Linked DNA regions of Zea mays: regions 2 and 3 are each linked to region 1. The links are chromatin contacts, called in public Hi-C maps. All regions are on one chromosome and are shown on one strand. The core of a region is the stretch at or near the end of the contact, and the rest is flanking DNA. Distances in the headings are between cores, read along the strand shown.

Region 1 (4,702 bases), core at 581-3,080:
ACAACATACCTTTGAGCTTTGAGTTGCATTCAACAGCATTTCAACACAATTCGTTTTAACTGTTTTGTTCCTTAATAACCATTCACAAAATCTGGTCATCCTATCTCCTAATCTTACCAGGTGTTTGCTTCTGTTATGAGTATAATGTGGCTATGCCAATCCAAAGCGCTGCAGCAATAAGAAGATTGGTAGTCATTTATCGATTGGGGAAACTAAGATGGGGGAGGGGTGAAGGAGAAGACAATTATCAGCGTTGTTGCGCCAGTTCGCAGCTTTAGTGCGCTCAGGCCCACCGGCGGGTTACCTCGCGCCATGGTGGCCCTCGACGACGACGCTTGGATGCTCCGCATCTCCGCTCCTGCGCTAGGGGATGACGAATCCCTCCTGGGCTCCCTCAACATCGCACATAGTATAAAAATTAAAGATGCTAACTCTATTAAGCAATATCGCTCGATATGTCTCCTTAACGTCGATTTCAAAATCTTCACCAAAGTCCTCTCTAATAGGCTTTCCCAGGTAGCCAAGGTGGTCGTTGGGGGCAATCAGACGAGCTTCATAAAATACAGGAATATACTGGAAGGAGTGGTGATATTGCACGAGGTCATTCACGATTTGAAATAAAAAAAGAGAGGTCTGATTTTAAAAATTGATTTTGAAAAAAATCTATGACAAGGTCATATGGGAGTTTTTAGCTGAGGTTTTAAAATCTAAGAAGTTCCCTGACAAATGGATCAATATGGTTATGAGAACAGTGGAGAATGGGAAAGTGTGTGTTAACATGAATGGGGAGAAGAGTAAATATTTCAAGACTTTTAGGGGCCTTAGGCAGGACGACCCGCTATCTCCTCAGCTCTTTAATTTGGTGGCTGACGCCCTTAAGTGTGCTTTTCTGGATGCACGGGTTTCCAAAGGCCACATCTCTGGAGGTTTTAGATGATGTTCTACCGGGTGGTATCTCGTATATTCAATACGCAGATGATACATTAATTATGATTGACAGATCAGAAAAATCAATTTTAAATTTGAAATTAATTCTATACTTCTTTGAATGGTTATCAAGGCTATTTTTTCATAAAAGCGATGTTACGTGTTTGGAGCGGATCACCAAGAGGTTGAAGAGATGGCCAATATGCTTAATTGTTCCTTGGGAACCTTTCCTACGAAATATCTAGGCATCCCTATCTCTGACCACACCATTAACTCGGTAGTTTCAGATCCTATTTTGGTGAAAATGAGTAAAAGGTTGGACCCATGGAAGGGCAAGTACCTCTCTGCTGATGGGAGAATGATTCTAACTAACTCATGTCTTAGTAGTCTACCTATGTATTCTATGGGTTTTTATCTTTTTCTTAAATAGTTTCATCATAAAATGAATTCGATTAGATCTAATTTCTTTAGCAAGGAGCTGAAAAAGAAAAATCCCACATGGCCAAATGGGGGATGATGACTAGTCCGAAAGACCAAGGGAGTCTAGGCATTCTAGAGAGCATAATGATGAATGAATGTTTGTTAGTAAAATGAATTAGGAACATTTCTTAGGGGTTCGAGAATACTTGGTTCAAACTTATCAAAGCGAAATATATGATCAAAGGAAACTTTTTTCTGTCAACTGTTAGAGGAGCGTCTCAATTTTGGAGAGGGTTGCACAAAATTAAACACTTTCAAATGCGCGTATGGAACCGTTTGGCCCATAGCCAAGCTTTTTTCTGCAAACAATTAAATTGGGCTAGCTCGCTGCATAGTTCGCGGCCCATCGAAATAACCTCTCTCTCTAAAGCCCTCCAGAAGCCCAGAAGCATATATTTTCCTTTTCCGTTGCATCCTCTTTTTGATATTTTTTCCTTTTCAGTTTGGCATCAGAATCAGAAGAACTCCAACTTGCGTCGGCAACCGCGAAAAGCGGAGGGAGGGGGAAGGGACGTGGGACCGATCCAATCATCAATCCACTAGCTTCACTGGGAAACGAAGAAAGAACATAGGACTGATCCGGTCGGTGGGACTTCCTCTCGAATCGCCCCGATCGAGACCCTAGTTGCCCCACGAACCGAGGATCCAAGATGAGTTTCCTGTTCGGGAAGCGGAAGACGCCCGCCGGTAAGACCTTCCTTCCAATCCTGAAAGAATCACTGTGAAATTTGGTCCGATTGCTTCGTCTAGCTGCGTAGTTTGTTTTGTCTATGATGGATGATGATGAGGTATTCCTTAAAGATTAGACACTGACGATGTCTTGTGCTGGGCGAAACCATGGCCGAGCATGGAAGGATTTATTGGCACACTTTGAGCGGGGCGTGTAATCGGGGAGTTGTGCGAGCTCGGGATTACGACGTAGGGGCTTCCGCAAGACTTGTAATATTGTGGAATTGGGCCGGCAGCTACTGTGCTTTATTAGTTATAGATCTGTTCAAGCTTTCCTCCTCTTTGGATTATTGAATAAAATTAGCTTGTACTATACAGAAGTGGCTTTGAGGAATAATAAGTTCGATCTTTTATGATTTCCTTCGAGGAAAACATCTCTTATATCTTCATTCAATGAAGATAGCCTTACATTTCCTACCTTATGACATATGGTTTTGCTACTTATGACTATTTCTTTCATCAGAGCTGTTAAGAGAAAACAAGAGAATGCTGGATCGATCCATCAGGGAAATTGAGCGAGAGAGGCAAGGATTGCAGGCCCAGGAGAAAAAGCTCATCACTGAGATCAAGAAAACAGCTAAAGAAGGCCAGATGGTATGAACTCTGGTATCTTTTGGAACTTGGAACTCATGTTTTGATTTTGTTCCTGTTATTTTAGACCGCTTCATATTGGAATTCGTGAAAGTCTTTTTTATAGAAGAATTCCTTTTGGAGAATAGCTTATATTTCAATTAACCTTCAACCATGATCAGGGACAAAGCCAGAAATTACTGATAGGTGGGGCCAAGGGCTAAAATATTTTTATTAGGGGGGATAACTCGATATTTTTGCCGAATTAAATACCATGAGTAAGAGAAATTCATTTAGCAGAGAAGGTGTGTTATGGCAAGTAGAGTGCCAGACAGATTATATTAGTTTGGTTTGTTAGGAAAGAGAGATTAGGAAATAGAATTATTTGCTAGGAAAGAATAGTCCAAATTGATGAGGACTCGTTTAGGAAATAGAATTGTTTGTTAGGGAAGAAGAGTTCAAATCGATAAGGATTCCTCCTTGTTTATAAAATTAAATTATTTGTTAGGAAAGGAGAGTCCAAATTAATAAGGACTCTTCTTCTAGTACGCTTGGGAAAACAAGTCCTCTAGAGACTAAATATAGAGGTCATGTAACTAGATGAGGCAAGCAAGATTTAAGAAGGGGCATCTGTTTCGGCCTCCGAGCACCTTCTGTGCTAGCCCCGAGGCCACTCCTACGCTGGCCCTTAGTGCACCTCCTATGTCAGCCCCTAGGCCAACTCTTTCGACCTCAGGACGCCCGATGCCTTGACATTGGGGACTTCCTATCAACGAGGGAGAAGGCATGTGATTCTTTATAGGCGCGCATGGCGCATCGTCGTTGGTCGTTGTAGCTACCATTCCTAGGTCTCGACACCCGCCATACTACTCCAGGGGATTCAGGTGGTTGTACACATGCAACATGTCCGGAGAGTGTCCTAAGGCCCGCGTCTCCAAGGGAACATCGACATCTGCAACCATGGCCACCAGCACAGCTCGAGGTTACGCTATCGTAGAAGGGTGGATTAGTGTTATGATAGCGCTGGACAAATTATATATGTTTAGTTTATTAGAAAAGAGAGATTAGGAAATAGAATTATTTGTTAGGAAAGGAGAGTCCAAATCGATAAGGACTCCTTGTTTAGGAAATATAATTATTTGTTTGGAAAGAAGAGTCCAAATCGATAAGGACTTATCCTTGTTTAGGAAATATAATTATTTATTAGGAAAGGAGAGTCCAAATCGATAGGGACTTTTCTAGTTCGCTTCGGAAAACAAGTCCTCTAGAGACTATAAGGCCTCCTTTGGAACAAAGGAAAAGTAAAGGAATTTTGAAAGATTGAAATCCTATAGGAAAGTTTCCTATGTGGCCCTTTGAAACAAGGGATTGAGTTCCTACAAATCCTATAAAATTCCTAAGGAATGAGCAATTATAGTGAGATTTTGGAGGATTTCTAACATGAGGTCCAACCTCTTGGAATTTTTCCTATGGAATTACAAGTGCCATGCAACTCCATTTCTACATTTTTCCTATCCCTATGTTTTACCAATTCTGCATTCCGAAGGAGGCCTAAATATAGAGATCACAGAACCTGGTAAAGGCAAGCAAGAATTAAGAAGGACAATCCTTTTGACCTTTCCTCTTGCTCGGTCGTGGGCAAGGCCCCGATCGGCTCCCTTGCGCTACCTCAACCTTAGCCGCCACCATGTGCTTGGCCCCCTCCGCCCCTCCATCCGTCCATCCATGCACCCCTGACCGTGATGATATAATGTTGTAGAAATCTTATGTATACATCAGTTACCATGTGTGTGGGAACTTGGGACTAAAAGATATGTCCACCTATTTTCACTTTATCTGAAGACCTGTGCATTTGGTTGATAGCCACATTTTGCCACAATAAAGTCAGGGAAATTTTACTTTCGGTTTATGGTCGGTCGGTTTGTTGACAACTTCAGCGTATTACATTTTCTTAGGCCCATGTGTGCTGTGTCGCTTGTCAATTGTCATAGGTCCG
Region 2 (4,702 bases), core at 1,132-3,631, 190 kb before region 1:
CTTCGGCGATCATAAACCTTCGTTATGGCGCCGAAGAAAGCTTCAGCAACTGGCACTGCAGCCCTTCAACCGCTGGACCACAATCAGGAGACTGTCTCTCTTCGGGAGGCCCGAAGCCAGAAAAGGAAGGTGTCACACCCGGGTTTTAGGGGTCCAAAGCCCGGGCGCGAACATAAACACCAGGTGTGCTGGGACCAAGTCTCACACATATGATGCATAGTGGCACAGGATCGAATGTCACATCTTTACTATATAACAGGAGTTCTATACAAAATAATTAAATAATTACATCATATGAGGAAACGATCCAGCAACCCAAAGTTGACTGGGAGACGACGGCCTAGACCTCTCACGAACACATCGCAGCATCCTCCAAGCGCCTCATCCTGCGGTACCTGTTCTTGACCTGTGGGGGTGTGAGACAGCAAGAGTGAGCTCACATACGTTCATCGCTCAACAAGTTGTGGGGAATAATGTGTATGAACTCGCCAAAGGTGGGAGCTCATGTGAAGTGTCAGGCTTACCAAAGAGGATGGCTGAAGCTGAGCATTGCTTTTAAAGTTGGTCAAAATTTTATTAGCCATTACTAAGTATAAGTAAATACCAACCCAATTAAATAGTAGAACAGAAGTAACAACATCACCTGCGATGCAATGCATATGACAAATTGAATTTAAGTTCCATAGATTAATCATGTGAGTGTCCGAGCCGCTCATGACCGTGAGCACGGCTAGTATACCAGTTTTACACTCTGCAGAGGTTGCGCATCTTTACCCACAAGTCATGTTACCCATCTGCCAAGGGATCGCGACTTCCCATACACCTCTACCGAGGAGGCGAGGCAGGGTAACACTACGAGGCCTTTACAAAGTTCCACTAGCTTCAGAAAACCCGCTACAGTTTATAGGAAGCTCCAATGCAGGAATCCCTTGCAGGACCGCCATCGCAGCAAAATCCTCCCGAGGGCCTCCCTACACTGACCACTCCCCTACTGCCCTTGCCCCTTTCGGGTAAGGTAGTCTTCCACTAGCTTTCCTAATTAATCGGCCAAGGGCGTCCCATTAAACCCTTGTGGTAGCACTGTTTTCCCGGGTGGTTCTCCATGTTCCAATTAACATAATGATCTTATCATGAACAGTAAATAGCAACTGATAACAAAAGTATGAATAATATGTATCTCAATGCCCAAATCCACATATAGCACTAGCAAGTACTACCCAGAAAGTTTAGTGGTAAACAAGGCATAAAGATAGACAAACTAGGGTAACCTATTAGGTCCCATCAAATTAACCTATGCAGATCATTATGATTAATTAGAACATGAGTGGGTAAAAGAAGTGATCAAGGGCACAACTTGCCTGGGACTTGAGATTCCAGATACCAGGATGATCTTCAGGTGACTCGTAACCTCGCTGCTAGTCGTAGCAATACAAACAAACATGGTATGGACAAAATTAACATCACACCAAACATAAGAATAAACCGTGTAATAATAATCTACGCGCTGTTACGAGATCGTGGGATCGAGAACGACTAAATTCGGAGTCACGGTTAAGGAGTTATGGTTTTCAGAAGACCCATGCAATTTAAGCAGTTAAAACTAGACCTTATGTTATTAATAGATCATGTGAGAAAATAATCTAAATAATTAATTCAACTTTAAGTTAAATTATAATATAATTAGGGATGATATTTTAGCCAAACTATAGTTATAAACAAATTAACTTTGATTTAGAGAGGTTAATCTACTAAACATAGGCTAAACAAATATCTAATTATAAAAATTATTTTCTATGGTACAATTAATGTTTGCACTGCATAGACAATATTTTTATGAAGCTAACGCAATTTGAATGGATCAAATTGGAGTTACAGTTATTGAGTTACGAATTTCTGAAGTTATTTAGCACCTAGAATAGATTAATTCAAACGAACCATTTTAATTCAAGTTTCATGGCTAAACAAAGGTACTAGGTGATACACAATATTAATACAAAATTATTGCAACTGGAATGACTCAATTTGGAGTTAAAATGAATTAACTATGAATTTGATTATCTTTGTATTAAAAATCAATTTCTGTAATTAATTATCCATTTTCATTGTTCTCTAGACCGAGCACTAATTACAGAGGACCCCGGGGGCAGAACCAGAAGTTTTCCCCAGACTCAGACAACCTGCTGGTGGACGGCGGGTTGATTGTATAAAAGTGTAGGAGCTCTTTTGAAAAACAAACAGGGCCGAAGGGGTATGCACTATTCTGGATCGTCCCGAACTCGATCTAGGGCTAGGATTAAATTTCCATAATACTGAATCGGTATGTGCTGTCGACCCTCTGATTGGAATTCAACGCCCATGATTTTAAATGCCGCGATGCAATTCCAACCACCCGATCTCGATCCAACGGCATAGCCAACATCTAACCCAATCGGTACCATCGTTACAATCCACACGGTTCAATCTGCCATCAACGGCCAAAGGATCCATCTTCTACCCCGATGCAGACCCGAGCGGCGCGTCTTCCTCACAACACCTCCTCCCCTACCCATCGGCCATCGGTCAGGCGCTTAAGTCCCCCATGGCGGCAGCCATGGCCGGTGTTTCGGACCCAGCACAACGACGTTCCAACCGGACCAAGAACCTAAGCTACGTGACGCGGAGAACCCAGCGAACAAACAAGAGAGGACGCACCTGCGACCGGAACAATGACCGAGTCTGCCCACATCACAAGATCTTCACGCAACGGCACACCACTGCTGGCAACGACATCAAACACCCACCAGTGACACACCATGACCCGACTATGCGCACGGAACGGCAGCACAGGCGGAATTCCAAGGCGGTGGTGCTACTTTCTTTCTCTCGCTTCGATTTCTTGTTGTGGCCGAGCGCCGAGCTGATGGGACGACCGGACGAGGGCATGCTGTGCTTGTTTATATATATCCGAGCGAGAAAATCCGTTGCCGAGAAGCTCGGGCAGAGGCCGAATTGACCGATGCGACCGAGCGAGTATCGGCGGGATTTGTTTGCAATCGGTGACAGGCGCTGAGTTGGATTTGGAAGAAGACGACCCTGACGCGGCGACACAAACTCATCTCTCTGCTACCTCCCAACTCTGCACACCATGATTAATGGATTGATACAGGAGCTCGCAGCGACCTGCGCTTTATAGCCCAGCATCGACGCCGCATCCATGGCCCACCGTGCGCAGGTGCTCGTCGAGGCCAAGGGTTTGGGCGCTTCTAGGACTTCTAGCTGGCTCACGGTAGACGGAGTAGACGCGGCTTGGGTTTATATACACCCGAGAGGGGCAAATCGTAACATCCGGCCAAGGCGGTAGTCTGTTGGGAATTTTGGCGTCGAGTCTGTTACGGTATTGAACGAGCTCAGAGAATTTTCCGAATGGATAACAACGTCTAACGCAGTGCCTACCTAGCAGAGACACTGACGACGCAGCGTTCTTTTCGCGTAGAAGACGTCCGTTTTGTTAGGAAGAGGATCACGGCGTGCTGCATTTCTTTGCTAGCTTGATGTCATGCTTATGTAATGCTGATGTCATCCGCAGCAAGGGGAATAAAAAAAAGAATAAAACTATGGGCTAACGTTATGTGGAGAAGGGGAAGTGATTTCAGCCCAGACTGCACAGGAATCCTTTTCTTTTTCATTTTCCAATTTCAGCTTTAATTCCCTACTTCAAATTTTTATTCTAGGTTTTAGACTTTGATAAAATTCACAACAAACAAACAGAATACCCAGCATGAGTTGCAAGTATTCATTTTATTTTATTTATTCATTTATTTATTATCCTACATAAGAAAATGTTTTTGGATATGTAGCACAATTATTTTAAGACAAATAGTTTCTATTGTATGATTACTTATTAGAAGATGTTCTTATACATTTCAACCAAAGATAATTTATAGAAGAATCTTTTATTGAATCTTTATTATAAAACTTTTATTTTAAGAGATGTGACTTCAAAAGTTATGGGAATTAAAAAAATTCTAATTCAAGATCTTTGGAAAAATTCTACCTAATTCTCAAAACGAGATTTTGTGGTGTTACAGAAGGCTACTAGCCCGACACCGCCAGAGGACGAGATAGATCAAGAAATCAGAGACATGGAGATGCTTCATCAACAAGTGCAGAGGAAGAAAGAAAAGATGGCTAGGCTAGCTGAGTTGCAAAGGCAGATAGACGAAGCCTCTGAGGAAGTTCGTCATCTTGCTCAGGATGAGCAGCACCGAAGGCCTCAGCACCAAGACCTTCATCAGGAGGGTTTCCCCAACGAAGATGACTGGTATGATAATTTCCATCATGGGAATTTTGTTTTCGATGATGCTTCTCCTCTGTCTGCTGAGCTGCAGGCTACACCTTGGCCCTCGTCCTACAAACCGCCTCAGCTTCCCGTATTCGACGGTCATTCAGACCCGAAGCAGTTTTTGATGAGCTACGAAGCAACAGTGTCTTCGTATGGTGGCAATGCTGCAGTCATGGCCAAATCTTTTGTTATGGCTGTCAGGAGTGTTGCTCAAACCTGGTATTCCTCCCTTCGACCAGGAACGATCACTTCATGGCAGAAACTGAAGGACTTGCTGTTAACTAGCTTTCAAGGATTTCAGACGAAGCCGGTTACTGCTCAAGCTCTTTTCCAGTGCACCCAGGATCACGAATAATACCTTCAGGCGTACGTCCAGAGGTT
Region 3 (4,702 bases), core at 891-3,390, 150 kb before region 1:
CAGCAGCCCCAGGGACCGGATCGACTTGGCCCTTAGGCACCAAGCGCGGTCGCCTTCGGTACACGCAGCCAACGCGGTAACGACCTTTAGGAAGAGCTGCAGCCTTCACAGCAGGGCGCGGAGAACCGTCGTTGCCACCACCGCGTGAGCTGCGGATGCCGGGACTGCAGGCGCTTGGTGGAAATCTGGGGCGAGCAGGATGCCGTGGGGGGGTCGCTGAACGGCCACGCCGGACAGCAACACGGGTGGAACGGCGCACACGGCTGCGTCCACGTATCGCCGGGTCACGACCAATCGCCGGGTCACGGCCAACATGTGGCGTAACCAACGACGTGCCTCCGGCATGACGAGGCTGCTGATCGCCATGAAGGTGGTGACGAAGTTGCTGATCGCCGTCGAGGTGGTGACGCCGCCTGGGTGAGTCATGGCGCTGGCCATGGCGCGACCCCGAGCGCTCCCGCTCGCGGTCCCTGGGAGCCCGCGAGATGCTACGAAAGAGCCGGGAGCTCCAACTGTCGTCGCGTCCTGGGCGGCGACCACGACGGTCACTATCACCATCCTCATCCCTGCGACGGTTGCTGCGAGGTGGTGGAGGGTCGTGACGGTCACGTGGTTCGCACTCGCCGTCAACAACACCAAGCCTCCAATCATACGCACGTGAATGCCCATGGCCATCCCTGGTAGGGGGGTCTTCCACCATATCAAGGTGGACGATGACCCTGAAGGTTAAGCCGCTACGCCCCGCCGGTGTCGCGTCGTGGGCAGTGCTGCTCCTGTCAACAATGGTCAGCCACGTTACCTTAGGTATGTCAGACGGGTTTCGCGCCCACGCCCACAGATTGAGCGTCGTAGCATCCTCCATTCGCAGCGACTGGGCTTCAACGTAGTCCAGCACACAGGACTTAGCCACCGCACGCTTGGCGATGCCATCGTTCCATGCGTGCAGAGGGATGCCTTCCAGGCACAGGCGCACGTGGGAGCCGAAGACGCTGTGGTCGCCGTGGACGGGGAGCTGCCACGGCCTGACGCGGATGTCGATGTTGTTGTAGGTGAAGTCGCGCTGCGCCACAGCCGTGTCCCGGTGATGCTGGTGTTCAAAGGTGACGAGGAAGTCCTCTGGATAGTGTCTCACCACCTTGATGTCTTCTTCGCGCATCCTGAACCTAGAGCAGAAAGCCCTTCTTACTGTGTTGGTGCTTGTCGCCGGTCGAACGCCGCCGAGCCAGGCCCATGCCGCGTGGGTGCTCAACCGCGCCAGCTCGCTGTCCATGTCCCGAGAGGACGCGGCAACAGCGAAAGTCTCCTGCGGGCGCTCCATGGGGTTGCCAGGCTTCACCATGTTGACTTGGCGCAGAGGAGGGAAGTTGACGTTGTCGAAGCAGGGAGGTGGTGGGAAGGCAGAGGGGGTAGAAGCAGCAGCACTAATCTTCTTGGGACATTGCCAGGCTCTGTGTCCAGGGCCGCCGCAGTTGAAGCATTTCAACGGATCCCTGCAATCAATGGCGTAGTGCCCTCTGGCCAGACATCGGAAGCATTTACCTCTCAGGCTTACCTTAAGATTTTTGTTGTCCAGATGGCGGAACCTTGAATGCTCGGTTGTTGGCTTCAATGAAGTCGCAGGCGAATTGAATCTCTTGCGGAGTCGCCGATGGACCGTTGTCCAGCCAGGCAAATCTTCAGCGCCGGATTCCGCGGATTTGCTGCGTTGAGGAGTGATGGGACGCAGGCCTGGGTATTGAAGTCGGTGGGTAGCAGTCCCATCCCGGCCGTGCGGAGTGATTTTCGTTGGAGCAGCAGACGCGTCAAAGCAGGAACGATGAGATTGGTCGGCGGACAGAGCTGATTCGGCGAACCTAACTCTCCTGGTGCAGGCGGCCTTAGCTGTCGACGAACCGGCGGCAGGCTTGAGGCAGGACCGCGTCGAAGAAGAAGTCCCGGAGTCAGATCTGGGAATGCGGGCGTCCGCGTCGAATGCTGGAATCTCCACCGAGGCAGGGTGGCTCTGGAGGATGGAGGCCTGATCAATGGGGTGATGGAGGGGTTGGGGTTGGTTTTCCGGCGAGCAGGCGGGGGGAGCGGCAGCGGCGGCAGGTGCGGTGCTAGCCGCCGCGAGGACGGGGAGAGCGTCCATTCCCTTTTTGAAGCAGGTAATCTGTCTGTGTAAGATGTGTGATGCTGTTTTTTTTTCAGTGTTTTGTGCTTAGCTGTTCTTCACGCGGCGCATGTGTGATTGATCGACCCTGATTGGTTAGCTTGTGTGCTCCTAGATGAGGAATTGGACTAAGGAGGAGTTTGTTCACATACTCCGACGTCAAAGCACTGGGTTTGCCAGGGGGAGCTCAAAGTACCGCGGTGTGACACTACACAAGTGTGGTCGGTGGGAAGCTCGGATGGGTCAGCTTCTCGGAAAGAAGTAAGTAATCTTGACACCTAGCTTTAGTCTAGTTATGGAGTAGCTCAGGCATTTTTCAATGAGGTGAACAAAAACTGTGCTCGGATGAACTGCTTGAACAGAAATTGGCAGTTAATATTGAGATGGAACATAGGTACTCCATGCTTGTAGCTTCTGTGGGGTCAAAAAAAAATGCAAAGCTGAGTGGTACAGTAATGTATTGGAAGGAGCATGTTATGCTTTCTTTAGCATTTCATCCTAACCGTTAACTCCCAAGAAATGGTTTGTTTAGCCCTGCATCCTTGTGTGAACACTAACTCTTAAGTTATCAATTAAAGGCTGCATTCTCCGATCTTGATTAGTCTGGTAATACAGTGATTGAAAACTGCAATCCACGTGCAGTATACTGGTATAGCTCTAAGTATCACTCTGTAAATTTACTAAGAGATGGTATTCATGTGCAGGTACATCTACCTTGGTCTATTTGACAGTGAAATCGAAGCAGCAAGGTTCAGTTAGCAGTATTGTGCACTTCTTTTAAATTTTTCGTATATTCATGGATGCTAACAACTTAAACTCTCACGCACTTTGATCTCTTTGTTGATTCTGTAGAGCGTATGATAGGGCAGCCATTCGCTTCAATGGACCGGATGCTGTTAGGAACTTTGATTCTGTTTCCTATGATGGAGATGTCCCACTTCCACCTGCAATTGAGAAAGATGGTACAATTGGACTATTGTACTTAGTTTTGCATGGCGTCCATTAGACGATCCTCTACAATCTCACTGGGATTAATTGTTCTTAGCAGTGGTTGATGGAGACATCCTTGATCTGAATTTGAGGATTTCACAACCTAACGTGCATGATCTCAGAAGTGATGGTACCCTGACTGGTTTTGGATTAAGTTGTAATTCTCCTGAAGCTTCAAGCTCCATTGTTTCTCAGGTAAATATAATACAACTTTATGTGTACAGCTTGAAGAGTTCTGATAGCAATTTGGCACCTTTATCACGTGATGCACGCCTAAGCCAGAAAATTCCAAGTTGGAAAGCTCAGTTTATTTGGTTCAAATTGTGCTAGGCGAGGTGGTATTGAACTCACTGGATCTTTTTTTTATTTATTTGGTGTTGTAGCCAATGGGCCCCCAGTGGCCTGTCCATCCTCACAGCAGATCGATGCGGCCCCAGCATCCACATCTGTATGCATCTCCTTGTCCAGGCTTCTTTGTGAACCTCAGGGTAACTCTTACGCTCATGTTTTTTTCGTGTTCTGTCATGGCAAAGTGTAGTTATAGTTACCACTGACTTTTGAACGCACAATTATGAAGCACTCATATAAATATTGCTAAAAGCTGTGCAGAATTTTTCTTATATCTAGTATTATGCTTTCACGTGCGACCTTTGACATTTACAACGTAGCTCAATTCGAGTATGTTGTTTCCTTGATGTTTAGTTTTTTTTTCTTCTTCTTCTTCCCCCGTGGACCGTGGTACATACATATTTCTCCATTCAAATAGTACTGTACCGTTCTTGAGGTGGAGATGGTTGGATGTATTTATACCTGTAGCTGTAGTATACTGTACTCCCCATATATAATAAAAAGTAGGTGTGAGTACTGTTGTGCTTGTGAGCTGCGATGCATGGTTCGATCCAATCAAATGAGTCTCTGTCAGCCTGCAACACTTTGCATGAGCCATAGCTATCGAACTTTTTTGCAGTAGTCCACGATGGCACGGGCATCGACATATCGAGGTGGTACTTTGTTGTTGCACCTGCAGCTTTAGCGTTGATGCTATAGGTTTACTCCTACATGAATGCTCACACCCCCTTATGTAATGTACTCCGTATAGTAATATCTGGTCGAGCCTGCTCTGCCTACATAGCTAGCCGCCGCTGCCCCGCTTCGCAGGAAGAACAATCGAAATCATATAACTAAACATTAAGGGCGTGTTTTGGATCATTTGGACGAGAGTTTTAGTCGGTCGCATCAGATGCTTGGATGTCAATTAGAAAGCCTAAACTTTATTCAGCTAGTTGTTAAATTAACTGCATAATCTGTGGCTAATTCGCGAGATGGGATTTATTAGGCTTAATTAATCCATGGTACCTAATGGCTGAGAATGAGATGCTTAGGTGTGTACTACGAGTCAAGATTGACTACTGACGCATCTCTCGTCCTATGTATGGCAATGGCAACTGCAGGAGGCGCCTATGCAGGAAGAGGAGAACCGGTCCGAGCCGGCGTGTCCCCAGCCGTTCCCCTCCTGGGCATGGCAAACGCAGGGCTCCCGTGCCCCAGTTCTCCCTGCCA

The links. A called contact is a pair of places that touch in the nucleus more often than the background predicts.
Region 2: a Hi-C map of leaf shows a contact between it and region 1, with 6 times the contacts expected there. The contact joins the enhancer-like site here to the promoter of LOC100193992 in region 1. A contact is called at or near these places in 3 of 25 Hi-C or Micro-C datasets (ear, leaf and tassel).
Region 3: a contact with region 1 is called in a Hi-C map of ear, with 2.3 times the contacts expected there. The contact joins the promoter of LOC103632144 here to the promoter of LOC100193992 in region 1. A contact is called at or near these places in 6 of 25 Hi-C or Micro-C datasets (ear, endosperm, leaf and 1 more) and 1 of 3 datasets of contacts at active chromatin or transcription factors (leaf).

Annotation. Positions count from the first base shown.
Region 1 is chr7:23,030,045-23,034,746 of Zm-B73-REFERENCE-NAM-5.0, forward strand. LOC100193992 reads left to right here and starts at 1,831. Exons shown (of 5, transcript NM_001139057.2): 1 at 1,831-2,094; 2 at 2,600-2,730. The coding sequence starts at 2,058.
Region 2 is chr7:22,835,725-22,840,426 of Zm-B73-REFERENCE-NAM-5.0, forward strand. No RefSeq gene overlaps it. Among protein-coding and RNA genes, the nearest start is that of LOC100271892, 34 kb to the right of the region's middle. Within about 2 kb of position 2,382, at least 18 of the 20 cell types and tissues checked have an H3K27ac peak or open chromatin away from gene starts, as enhancers often do. A contact at or near this core is called in ear, leaf and tassel, where this site is marked.
Region 3 is chr7:22,878,311-22,883,012 of Zm-B73-REFERENCE-NAM-5.0, forward strand. LOC103632144 reads right to left here and starts at 2,141. Exons shown (of 2, transcript XM_008653978.3): 1 at 1-2,141. The coding sequence starts at 2,131. It overlaps LOC100271892 (sister of indeterminate spikelet 1), which reads left to right. Exons shown (of 10, transcript NM_001146067.1): 5 at 2,268-2,413; 6 at 2,857-2,901; 7 at 3,005-3,114; 8 at 3,198-3,337; 9 at 3,526-3,630; 10 at 4,594-4,702.